Linked DNA regions of Rattus norvegicus: region 2 is linked to region 1. The links are chromatin contacts, called in public Hi-C maps. All regions are on one chromosome and are shown on one strand. The core of a region is the stretch at or near the end of the contact, and the rest is flanking DNA. Distances in the headings are between cores, read along the strand shown. Region 1 holds the start of Zfp628 (zinc finger protein 628). Region 2 holds the start of Hspbp1 (HSPA (Hsp70) binding protein 1).

Region 1 (6,216 bases), core at 2,739-5,238:
CTCTGGCTTTGTTTCCTGCCTGTTTTGAAGAGTTACCTCCTACCTCTCCACCTCAACACTTGTCGTCCCCCCCCCCCCCACCTCACCCTAAACAATTTCACTCTAAGCAAAGCCACCGAGGAGTGATCAGAGCCTTAGGCATCCCATTCCACCATCCACTCTCAGGTCCCCCAAACCCCTAGTGATGATGATGTGGTTTGTCCTGGAGTTATCTGTATTTTGATGCTAATTCTACTGTCCCAAGGACAGCTGCCTAGTCCCGTACTCAGGAATCAGGTGACTTCACCAGAACCTTCTCCCCATTGAATTTGTAAAATACAGGTGAGGGGCAGGTACAGGATAGAAGGAGGCCTGTCATTGGAGGAGAAGGAAGGATGGGCGGGAGAGAAGTTTGAAAGAAGAGGAGGAGACTGGAACGGAAAGGAGGAGACAGGAGGAAAGGGAGAGAAAGCTGTAGCAGGAGAATATGGCGGGTGATGTTAAGATTCCATGCTGTACCTTTACAGGTTGTTACAAATGTTCTTAACAGATGGATGGTACTGGGCTTTGTATGTTTAGGTGGGCAATTATATCTTACCAATTGAATCTAAGGTTATTGTGTTGTGTGTTCTTTTGTGTGATGGTTTGAGTGTAGGAAAGTGTGCGGTGGCTGTTCTGGACCGCCGCTGAGTTGGGATGTGTTTCGGACACGATACCTAGCAGATATCTTGGGGCACTGCAGTGTGACCTAGCAGGATAAAAGACAACCCATACTTTTTTTATTTTTTATATTTTTACAACAACATGATGACATCCTGTTCCCAGAGGATCTGCAACCTCCTTCCATCATGCCATCGCTACCAGAGTTACCAGCCTTGTACACACTCTCCCTGGTACATCCTGCCCATGCATACATTCAGGCCTACAACTCAGAACACAGCCCATGCTTCTCACCTCACACAGCACTTTCTCTGAGCCCCATGCTCCCTCATATTTCTTCCCCAACTGAAATCCTCTTGTTCCCTGTTCCTACCCAGTGACCTTGTCACTGACCATGCCGATGACTGGAAAAAGAAAAGCGATCTGAACAATGTTTTCATGCTCCAATCCAGGCACCAATGGTTCCCAACTGAGCCAACTGTCTTCCCACTCAGGAGACCCCTTGTGATGTCTGGAGACACTGGCTGTTGCTTGTCAAGTGCAGGGACAGCGGTGCTTCTTAACACCCTACAGTGCATATAATGAATCCCTACAAAGATCCGGTCCAAAAGAGTAGCAGTTGAAAAACCACGAAGACCCGGCCCCAAGCTGCCTTCTGCTATGGCCTCTGACCTCCCATGGCCTCTGACCTCCCATGGCATCCTCTAGCAGTTTGCTTCTCTCCAGGCCCACTCCCAGCAGCAAACAAAGAAACAAGACCCCTTGTTTCACTTCTCTCCGGTCTTTTATAGGTCAGGAGGCTTAACCTGCCCTTCCCTCTGGAACCAGTGCAGGTACCTGTAGTCCCCACGTACCCCAGCTCCTTGCTGCTGAGTCTTTCCTTTAAGCATATCTCCTAGCTGCAGATGGCTGACACTCTTTTCTGTGACCACATTAGCCTTTGGGCTGGATCCTTCTAAACCTGGAGGTGGAGAATTAGAGCTCAGTCAAGAACTGCTGTCTTTCTATCTGCCCCCTCTCTGGAAGCCCTCGCTCTCTCCTAGGATTCCACAATCTATTAAAAACTCCACAAGTGTGGCTCTACCCAAGCCTCTCCTTTGCTCCACAGGCTTGGTAGACAAGATACCTCACACTTAACCACAATCTAACTCCATGTCTTTTTCCCCTCTACGGTCTCCTATTACAAAGGTTGGGCAAGACATGTAGCTCTGTTGGTGGAGTGCCTATCCAACACACAGAGCCCTGGGTTTGAACTACAGCACTGCATAAACCAGGTGTGGTGAGAGAAGAGGCTAAGAAAGGAGGAGGATGAGTTTGAGGCAAACCAGTATAACAGCCACACCTATGTGGGAACAGAAGACAAACTCTCTCTCAGGAGCCTACGGACTGTTCATAACTGGTAGTCTTCTCCCATCTTGCTGGCTTTCCGTGCCTCTGGCCTTTCAACTGGGCAGAGAAAGCTAACCCCACTTCAGAGCTTCTGCCTAGTGCCCCTTCCCTCTACCATCCACAATTCACTGTCACCTCCAAGTTAGCCACGAACTCACCCCAGAAATACTTCCTCAGACCAGCCTACTTAAATCCCTTCAGCACTCCCTGCTCTCTCCCCGTGCTTCGATTTGCTCCCTTCTCACTGGGGCTCCTCACCGAAGTACAAGGATTTCTTTCTCTTTGTCTTGAGGCCCAGTTTCTCTGCATAGCCCTGGCTGTCCCAGAACTCACTACAGAGACCAGGCTGGCCTCGAACTCAGCTATCTGCCTTTGCTTCCTGAGCGCCGGGCTCAAAGGCGTGCATCACCACCACCCTAGCCAGGATTTCTCAACCTCATCAGCACAGAGATTTGGAAATGGGTCATTCTTTGTCAGAGGGGCTGTCTAACACACTGCTGTATGTTTAGCAGGATTCCTGACCTCAACGGAATGGATGCCATTAGTAACCAAACTAGTGCCAGTTTGACCCTTCCCTAGTAAATCCGGTAAGTCAGTACTGCAGTGGCAGTACCAGAGATGGCCCCATCAGGACATATAGCTCTCTCACTGCTTGTTTTATTGTTAATGTTCACATCATCCGAACAGGGAACATCTGCCTCATTCACTGTTACATCCCTGCACCTACCAAAACATCAGCCGAGTGCATGCTCAGTAAATACAGCCTGAGAGAACATAGACTAGCCATCCCCTCTTGACAGGTTACAAAGGACTTCTGCTTTTAAAGCGCTAGTGTTCCTTTTGAAATGTGGATGACAAATGAGCTTCAGAAACTGCCTATGCTTCTGAGGCCACATCTTTTTTTTTTTTTTTTTTTTTTTTGGGTTCTTTTTTTTCGGAGCTGGGGACCGAACCCAGGGCCTTGCGCTTCCTAGGCAAGCGCTCTACCACTGAGCTAAATCCCCAACCCCGAGGCCACATCTTTTAACACAAGAGGCCCAAAGGAACAGGGACCCATCTTAGCAGTGAGAATCCCCTTTAAAAGGCTGGGTTTTGGGGCTGGGGATTTAGCTCAGTGGTAGAGCGCTTACCTAGGAAGCGCAAGGCCCTGGGTTCGGTCCCCAGCTCCGAAAAAAAGAACCAAAAAAAAAAAAAAGGCTGGGTTTTGAGAGGAAGCTGTTAGAGTTTGGGATATAGTCAGTTATTAAGAGTTAATGACTGGCATGCACGAAGCTCTGGGTTCTATTCACATGACACCATGAAACCTGCGTGGTGGCACAGGCAGGCCTGTAATCCCAGCATGTAGATGAAGGCAAGTGGATCATATACTCAAGGTCACTCTCAGCTATATAGTTGAGTCTGAGGGCATCCTGAGCTACATGAGATTATATCTGGGGGCCGGGGGGGGGGGGCTATCTTTGTTCAGATATTCTAGGGACCAGAAGAATTATGAAACTTTTCGTTCAATGTTTGGGAAGCTATCATCCGCTCTTAAGGAAATAATCCCCCTTTTAAGAGAAAGAGAAGGGAGAAAACGGCAAGGAAGCTTTGCAAAAATGCAGCTAAACACACTGCCCTTACCCTTTAAGAGGGCGGAGCCTACCTAACAGATAAATATCGGAGGCAAAATAGCGACCTTCCCTTTAAGGTACCCCTTCCGGTTTCCCGCTCGCCGTTTTCCAAACGACTCCGCCCTCCGGCCCTTCCCCCTCCGCGCCCTCCGGTCTCTCACCTGTGGCCCCGGTCGGGGAGGGGGGATCAAAGAGAACCCCAGGGCCTTCCCGCGGGGGCTGACGGGAAGCGGGGCCCGGCACTGCGCTGGGGGACCCGCGGCCCGGGAGGGGGCGGGGGCGCGCTCCCTCCCCACGGCCCCCGGCGCGAGGCACTCAACCTTTATCGGCGGCCTCTCGCGCACACAAACCCCGCCGCCACCGTCGTGCGTCATGACGCAACGCGCCCGGCCCCACCCACTGCTGGGGTGCGCCAGCTGCAGAGTCCTGGGGGGTCCAAGCCTCAGGTGTATGGTATGTGCTCATACTCCGTTCCCTCGTGCTGAAAAGGAATTCTTCAGACGCGGGAAACTGAGGCACATAACCTTCCTGCGTGGCCTGGGTCTTGGGGAGGGGCGTGTCTGAGCTGCCCCTTCAAGCCTGCTTTTCTTCCCCCGCCTGCTGGCATCTGCTTGCTTTCTCAGCCTGTGCTGAGACTTTGGGATAGATTATTTTTGTTATTTAAAAAAAATTTTTTTTGAGGCAATAGTCTCATGTAGGGAGCACAGTATGCAGCTCGGGCTGGCTTTGAATTCATAATCCCCATGCCTTCACCTCTCCAAAGCTGGGATTGCAGGCCTGCACCTGCATTCTCACTTGTGATAGTTTTGGCTTTGGTTGGTTGGTTGGCTGGTTGGTTGGTTGGTTTCGTGTGTTGTAGTGACATCAGCTGCCGCTCCGGCCTCTGCCCACTAGTTACTGGTGCAACTGCCTATGCACACAGACACTTAACAACAGCCACAGTGCCTTTAGACACTCCAGAGAGCCACAAGTTCAAAGCCAGTACTGCAAGCCAAACACTCTAGGACTGTGGACCTCCTCCAGACACACACCCACCAGCACCACGCTGGACTTGATGTCCTTATCCTGCCTCTATCTCCCAAATGCTGGGATTACTGCGATGCCCCCCCCCAATGGGCTTCTACAAGCTATTCTCTGCCCTTACCCAAAGGTCCTTTTATCTCTAACCCATCTCTGCCTACCTCTTGTTGGAAAGATCGGTGGTAACCAGGTCCTTGTCAGTAGCAAGGAGACACACCACCATTGTCAGCAGCCCAAGGAGTTCCCCTAGACTTTTAGGGCTCTTGATGTAGGTCAAAATGGGGACTTGGCTTGGGGTCTAAGGAATTCCACAGCTATAGCCAGTTTATGAAGCAGATATGGTAAGTTTATTGAAAGATATTTTACTATAGATTTAAGCACAAGGTTTATAAAAGGATCTCAGAAGAAAGACACATCCAAGTATAGATATGAGCTTCTCAACAGGAGAGTGGGTGGAAAATAAGATGGCACCGTAGCGTAGGTACAGGCTCCTAGGGGAGAGTAACCAATTAGTTGTCTTAGCATCAGCCAAGTAGGCCATTTCGGTTACTCTCAGGTTACATCTCAAGAGGTTGCTAAGGAGCCACTCTCTTGATGCCCGGGTAAGGAGAGAGGATTCTTTTGCTTTTTTCTTAAGATCTATTTATTTTTACTTTCTCTATATGCACGAGTGCCCACATGCATGTCTGTGCACCACATATGTACCCGGTGCCCGAGGAAGCCAAAAGAAACCGTCAGATCCTCTGGAGCTAGAGTTTCAGAGCAGTTGTGAACTGTCAGGTGTGGTCCCAAGGAACTGAAGCCCAGTCCTCTGTAAAACTAGCAGTTGTTCTTAACTACCAAGCCATCACTCCAGCTCTAAGTTAGTGGTGTTAACTAAAAAAACAAACAAACAAACAAAAAACATGCAGGGGCGGGGAAGAAAAAAAAACAAACCATGCAGAGGGCTGGTGCGGTGGCTCAGCAGATACTGATGCTTACTGCCCAATCTGATACTGGAATTCAAGTCATATCTGTAGAGGAATTTTAATCCAGCAACATGGCTATTCTGGCTGGAACACAGATATGACCTTAGTACATGCCTTTAATCCCAGGGGACAGAGGCAAGCAGATCTCTTGAGTTCAAGGCCAGCCTGGAGTGGAGCAAGTTTCAGGTAAAGAGAATCTTAGGACCAGACGTGGTGGCGCATGCCTTTGATCCCAGCCCTCGGGAGATAGAGGCAGACAGGCCATCTCCTGAGTTCTAGGCAATCAGTCGAGTCAGCGAGTTGAGAGGCTATGCAGTGGAGTTCAGAGGCAGATTTTTTAGAGATAGTTTTGTAGAGACAGGTTGCAGGTGAAGACAGGATGAGCCAGAGAATGAAAAGAAAGCAAATTAGAACAGATTTCTAGATTTAAGGTCAACCAGAGCAATTCAGCCAGAAGCTGAAAGAATCATTGTTTGGAGAAGCGTTTGGGCCAGAGCAGCTGAGTTGAACCAGCCAGCCGGAATTCAGAAAGAGGCAGAAAGGGTAAGTTTATTCAACAATAAATATCAGAGATGACCATTACATCTGGA
Region 2 (6,216 bases), core at 2,268-4,767, 240 kb after region 1:
GATTGTATTTATGCATTTGGGTGCCACTGGAAGTTGGGAGAGGATGCTGGATGGCTGGAGCTGGAGTTACAGGTAGTTGTGGGCTGCCTAGAGTGGGTGCTGGGAACTGTACTCAGGTCTTCGATGAGCAAGAGCTCTTAATCACGGAGCCATTTCTCCTGGAAAATGCTTCTAGGAATAGGTATGCATTAGGTAAGATGGCTAGGAAGTAAAATGAATCATGCAGACAAAAGGCAAGGAGTAGTTAGGGAGAGAAAGCGCAAGTGTAAAGGTCCTGAGGCAAGAGTCTGCTGGGTTATGTCTTAGCAACACTGAAGAGGCCAGGGTATATAGATATGAGTAAGCAAAGAGGAAGGCCAGAAAGCAGCTGTGTTGGGCTTTATATGTAACAGTCACCATGTCTTTGCTTTATGTCTCGTATTCTGTAATTATCGGTTTTCATCTGTATTAAAAATATATATGTTTGCCAGGCAGTGGTGGCACCTGCCTTTAATCCCAGCACTCGGGAGGTAGAGGCAGGTAGATTCTGATGAGTTCAAGGCCAGCCTGGTATACAGAGCTAGTTCCAGGACAGCCATGACTACACGAAAAACAAAAAATATATAGTTTAAAAAAAATTTCATACATGTATATAATGTATTCTGGTTACTCTCCCCACATCTATAATTTATTATTTGTGTGTGTGTGTGTGTGTGTGTGTGTGTGCGCGCGCAGATGTGTGTTCACACGCGTGCATAATGCTTGTAGAGAACAAAGATCAACCTCTAGTTGGTTCTAGTGTCATTCCTCAGGAGCTTTCCACCTTGGGCTTTTGGTTTTGGTAGTTTTTTGAAATAGGATTTCTCTGTGTAGCCATGGCTGTCCTGGAACCCACTATTTGACCAGGCTGGAATCAAGATACACCAGGATGTTCTAGATCTAACTGAGAGCAGAGCATATTCTTTAAACTCAGCCCCCCCAGCCAAAAAAAATCCCTAACTGAATCTCATGTTCTAATTTTCTTTGGGTATATAAGGTCACATATTCATAGGTTCTGAGGATTAGAACAATAATGTATATGTATACATGTATGGGTCTATGTACGATGTATATATGTATAATGATATATGATGCCACATAATATAAGTGTACATATAGCATATTTATATGTATATATAATATTAAACATATGCACCACGAGGGTAGCCAAGATGCAAGCTCCCTTGCATACTATGAAAGTTACAGTATGATGCATAGATACATATGTAGATAATAATTTATAATAATCTGTAAGGAATGTGATCATAAAGCTTTTCCTTCTTTACTGAGATACTCCAGAGTAATAGGGGTCCTATTAATAATAGCATATACCTGTAATCATAGTACTTGAGAAGAGGAGGAGTTCAAGATCAGCCCAGGTATTTAGCAAGCTCAAGACCAGCCTGGGCTACAGAAATCCTTTTAAAAACCTAGAGAATGTGGTTAGGGAGATGTTAGGGAGACAGCTTCGATAGTAAAATATTTGTTGCACTTGATAAAGGATCTGAGTTTGATCTCCAGCACCCCCAGGGTGTTTGTGTGGTACATGCTTGTTGACAAGTGGAAATAGGAAGATTCTCTGGGACTCAATAGCCAGCTGGTATAAAACGTAGGGCTGGAGAGATGGCTCAGCAGTTAAGATGAGTACTATTCTTTCAGAGGACCCAAGTTCCGTTGCCACACCCATGTCAGGAAGCTCACAGTTACAGGTAACTCCAGCTCCAGGGAATATAAAACCCTCTTCTGGCCTCCTATAGCACCTATATTCACATGCACTTACCTGTACATAGATATACATATATACATAAATAAAAAGTCTGGAGCAGATGAGATTCCTCAGCGGTTAAGAGCACTGGCTGCTCTTCCAGAGGTCCAGAGTTCAATATATATATATACGCATACATGTAGGTAAAATACTCATACATAAAAGTGAATAAAATAAGGCAGGGTGGGTGTGCACACTCTTACCCCCACATTCAGGATGCTAAGGCATGTGAATATTTATGAGTTGTAGGACCACCTGGTCATGTCTGCTCCAGGCCAGCCAAGGTTACATACTGAGAGCCTCATCAAAACAAAACAACAAAATACCAAACCAACTCCAAAATGAAAAACAAAAGTGGAGTGGGGTGGGATGGAGAGGGAGAGAGAGAGAGGGGGGGGGGAGAAATAGTTCAATGAGAGATAGTTCATTAAAAGCTCTTGTTACTTTATTGCTCTTGCTGAGGACTCAGGTTCAATTCCCAGTACCCGTATGATGGCTCACAATCATCTGTAACTCCAGTTCCTGGCAATCCATCAGGCATGGGTATGGTGCACATACATACGTGCAGGCAAGACATGCATTCACACTGGGCAGTGGTGGTGCATGCCTTTAATTCCAGCACTCAGGAGGCAGAGGAAAGTGGATCTCTGTGAATTTGAGGCCAGCCCGTTCTACAGAGTCAGTTCTAGGACAGCCAAGACTACACAGTGAAACACTGTCTCAAAAACAGGACAAAAACCCAAAAACTAACCAACCAACCATAAACCATTCATATACAAGTAAATGGATAAATTTACAAAAATTAAAGCAACAACAATAATAATGTGAGGGGCTGGAGAGATAGGTGGCTTGGCAGTTAAAAGTACTTACTGTTCTTGCAGAGGGCCTGAGCTTGGTTCCTAGCACCCACACTGGTTGTCTCTTAATTGCCTGTAACTCCAGCTTTAGGGGATCCTATGTCTCTGGCCCCATGGGAACCTGCATTTACATGCACCCGCCTCCTCCTCCACTACATAATTAAAAACAATAAATCTTTAAAAGAAAACTCTAAAAATATTTTTTAAACGAGGTGAAGATAAAAGGTGGAAGACAGCTGATGTGACTTTCCACACACACCATGCATAGTCACATGAAGACATATATACACAACTCAGAGTATTCCACATCGAAACCGATAATAAGTGGGGAAACAGAGGCCTAAAAAAAGATGAGACTGAGTCTTAGGTTACAAAGGTGGGATATTAGGGGCGATATGCCAAGACTCTATAGGAGCAACTGCAGTTAAAATCGGTTAAGTGAGGAACAAAACCCCTTGAGAAGCAGAGAAGGGGCGTGGCCTACGCAGGGGCGTGGCCGAACAGGACAAGCTGAAGTTCCAGGTACTAAGAGGCGGGGCTTGACTGGGTCAGGCCGAAACGCCTAGAACAGAGGCGGGGATATGAGTATAGGCGGGGCCTATGTCTGGGAGGGGAGGAGCTCGCCACGAGAGTGTCGTATTCGCTAAGGTACTTAGAGGAGCTAGGGGGCGGGGCTTATAACAAAAGCGCGAATGTAGGGGCGTGGCAAGGAGAAAGGCTTAGTAGACAGAGGCGGAGCTAAGTGCCGCATCCGCCAAGGGGTGCTGCTTAGAACTGGGCAAACAGCTTGGGGTGAGGCACTTCCGAGTGAGATCTGCGTATTTCCGGCAAAGATGGCGGCGTCCAACAGAGTCAGGTGCAGGCGAGTCTGTCTTTAGGCGTGGTGGCCGCTCTAGACCGGGCAAGGTGAGATCAGCCCCACTGGGGCGCCCCTCTTCAAAGGCAAGGAAGGAGACTTGTTGCTAAGGAGACTGAGGGAAGACTTGTTGCCACGGAGGCGGGGCAGTGGGGTTGCTAAGAGACAAGGACGCAAGCTGGGGAGCTTGGGGGAGCTCGTTGCCAGGGAGTGGGTGGGGCCTGTTGCTAGGGAGTAAGGAGGGACGTCGGATTTGGGGAAGGGTCCTGTTGGTATGAAGGAAGGAAAGGGGGCTATGGTTAAGGTGGTTGCAGCCAGAATGCTTTGGGATCAGGAGGAGACTCCTAACACCTTCAAAACTCCACCTTTTCAGCAGACCTTAAGGAATCGACCCATCCCGACGCCAGAGCTGCCTCACCGGTGACCATCAATTTCTTTTCAACACATTCTTCCTTCACAGACAGTCCATGGCAGACAAAGGCTCAGGGGGCAGTCGCCTCCCCCTCGCACTGCCTCCGGCCTCCCAGGGTTGCTCGTCAGGGAGCAGTGGCTCCTCGGCGGGGGGCTCAGGCAACCCTCGCCTTCCACGGAACCTCCAAGGCCTGCTGCAGATGGCTATTACTGCGGGCTCTGAGGAACCAGACCCTCCTCCAGAACCCATGAGCGAGGAGGTAAAGTATGAGAACCTAAGAACCTTGGATGAGAGTCCTGGGGATATTAGTGTCTTAGGAAGAGTGGTTAAGTGAATTAGAAGCTGTTGTCTTCCTGGGTGTGAGCAAGAGTCTAAATGTGGCATCATGGTAGGCTGAAGGTCAGCTGTGAAGTGTCTGAACACAGCCTTTTACTGGGAGGCAGGATCAGTCTGGGTTTTCTGGACCCAGGTAGAACTAGATTCAGCCTTGTCCTCACAAGTATGACCTTGGGTATACTTTCCAATCCTAAAGTTTACAATCCTAAAGTTTTCATCATTTTTTTAATTGATGGTGATAATAATAGCAATGATAGTGTTTCATCAGGCAGTTTTTTTTTTCCGGAGCTGGGGACTGAACCTAGAGCCTTGCGCTTGCTAGGCAAGCGCTGTACCACTGAGCTAAATCCCCAACCCCTATCAGGCAGTTTTGATGTTCTAGTTTTTACTGACCAGTACACAGTATACTGTATAGTTGGGCATGGCCAGTTGCCAACCATGACCTTGGTTGGGCAAGTCATATCCTTTCTCTGTCTCTGATTTTTTTTTTTTTTTAATTTATGGAATAGCCATAATCAAACCTGACAGAATTGTCTTGAAGGTTGATAGGAATTTTACATGTAATTTCTTTTTAGCTGACATTTATGATACATAGAGTATTACAGTAACTCAGTTAAGTTATAGAAACATTTATACAAGTTGTATCATTAAATCTTTATGACACAAGAAGGAAACGGGCACAGAGCAATGAGATATTTATCCTGGAGTGTGATTTCAAAGCCTTACAGCCTCTTCCCCTTTTCTTTCCTGTTTTGAGATTGTGTCTCGCTGGGGATTTAGCTCAGTGGTAGAGCGCTTACCTAGGAAGCGCAAGGCCCTGGGTTCGGTCCCCAGCTCCGAAAAAAAGAACCAAAAAAAAAAAAAAAAAAAAAAAAAAAGAGATTGTGTCTCATACAGACCAGGCTAGCCTAAATGACCTTACCCTTCCCACCTTCCTGTGCCCTTCCCCCACACCTCCTAAATCCTGGGCTTACAGGTGTGTGCTATGCTAGCCATTTCAGTCTTGAAGCTCCCTTTTGGGGACAGTATAGTGTCTGATCTTCCTCTGGGCTCCCTTGTCTTGTTCTCGTGCCATTTGCTGATTTCTCCTCATTCTCTACCCTTTCTGGTTTTTGTTTGTTTGTTTTAGTTCTCCAGACAATAGTTGGCATGGCTAGAGAGCAGGTCTTGTCCTAACGTGGTGGTGGCAAGTACAGGCCAGGGATGCTTTTCAAACTGCATGTAGTTCTCAGGACATTTGTCACAACCTCCACGCTCATGATCCTCCGTTGTCTTCATCTTACCATACAGAGCTTGTCATACTGCCATATCATGTCACATTACATGTTGTATTTTTTTTTTTTTTACCTCTAGCTTCTCTGTGTTTACCACGCACACACCCTGAACAATACTTTTCTTTTCTGTAACCAGTCCGTCTCAGGATTGACTCCCTAGTACCTAGAAAAGAAGTTATGACTAAAACTGTAACCATCTGGGCATGGTGGCTCATGCTTGTTAACCCCAGCACTTGGGAGTCTGAGACAGGAAGATGGCTGTGAGTTGGAAGCCTGATTGCACTATAGAATGAGAGATTCTGTGCTTCCTAGATACTTGTTGATGGAAAGAGCCATCAGCCCTGGCATTTGGCTGTCCCTGTTAGTGTCACTCCCTAGGCAATCACTGAGAGACGACTTCTCTCCCCACCCTTCTCCCTTCTTCCCTAGAGACGCCAATGGCTGCAGGAAGCCATGTCAGCTGCCTTCCGAGGCCAGCGGGAAGAGGTAGAGCAGATGAAGAACTGCCTCCGGGTCTTGTCCCAGGCCACACCCCCAACTGCTGGTGAAGCTGAACTGGCCACTGACCAGCAGGAGCGTGAAGGGGCACTAGAGCTGCTGGCAGACCTGTGCGAGAACATGGACAATGCGGCAGGTACCCCCCTCCCCCAGCTCTCACCAGTGTCCCACATCCTGTGTGGCTCAGCGCTTGTCCCTGC

The links. Hi-C and Micro-C count contacts between places; a contact is called where the count stands out from the background.
Region 2: a contact with region 1 is called in a Hi-C map of mammary epithelial cells, with 3 times the contacts expected there. The contact joins the promoter of Hspbp1 here to the promoter of Zfp628 in region 1. A contact is called at or near these places in 3 of 12 Hi-C or Micro-C datasets (kidney, liver and mammary epithelial cells) and 1 of 1 datasets of contacts at active chromatin or transcription factors (oligodendrocytes).

The regions. Positions count from the first base shown.
Region 1 is chr1:77,946,008-77,952,223 of GRCr8, forward strand. It overlaps Zfp628 (zinc finger protein 628), which reads right to left and starts at 3,989. Exons shown (of 3, transcript NM_001401702.1): 1 at 3,800-3,989; 2 at 1,494-1,600.
Region 2 is chr1:78,190,901-78,197,116 of GRCr8, forward strand. It overlaps Hspbp1 (HSPA (Hsp70) binding protein 1), which reads left to right and starts at 3,518. Exons shown (of 8, transcript NM_139261.1): 1 at 3,518-3,546; 2 at 3,870-4,167; 3 at 5,948-6,152. The coding sequence starts at 3,964. LOC108349434 (a long non-coding RNA gene) reads left to right here. Exons shown (of 3, transcript XR_001835671.3): 3 at 1-1,176. It also overlaps a transcript of Brsk1 not described here.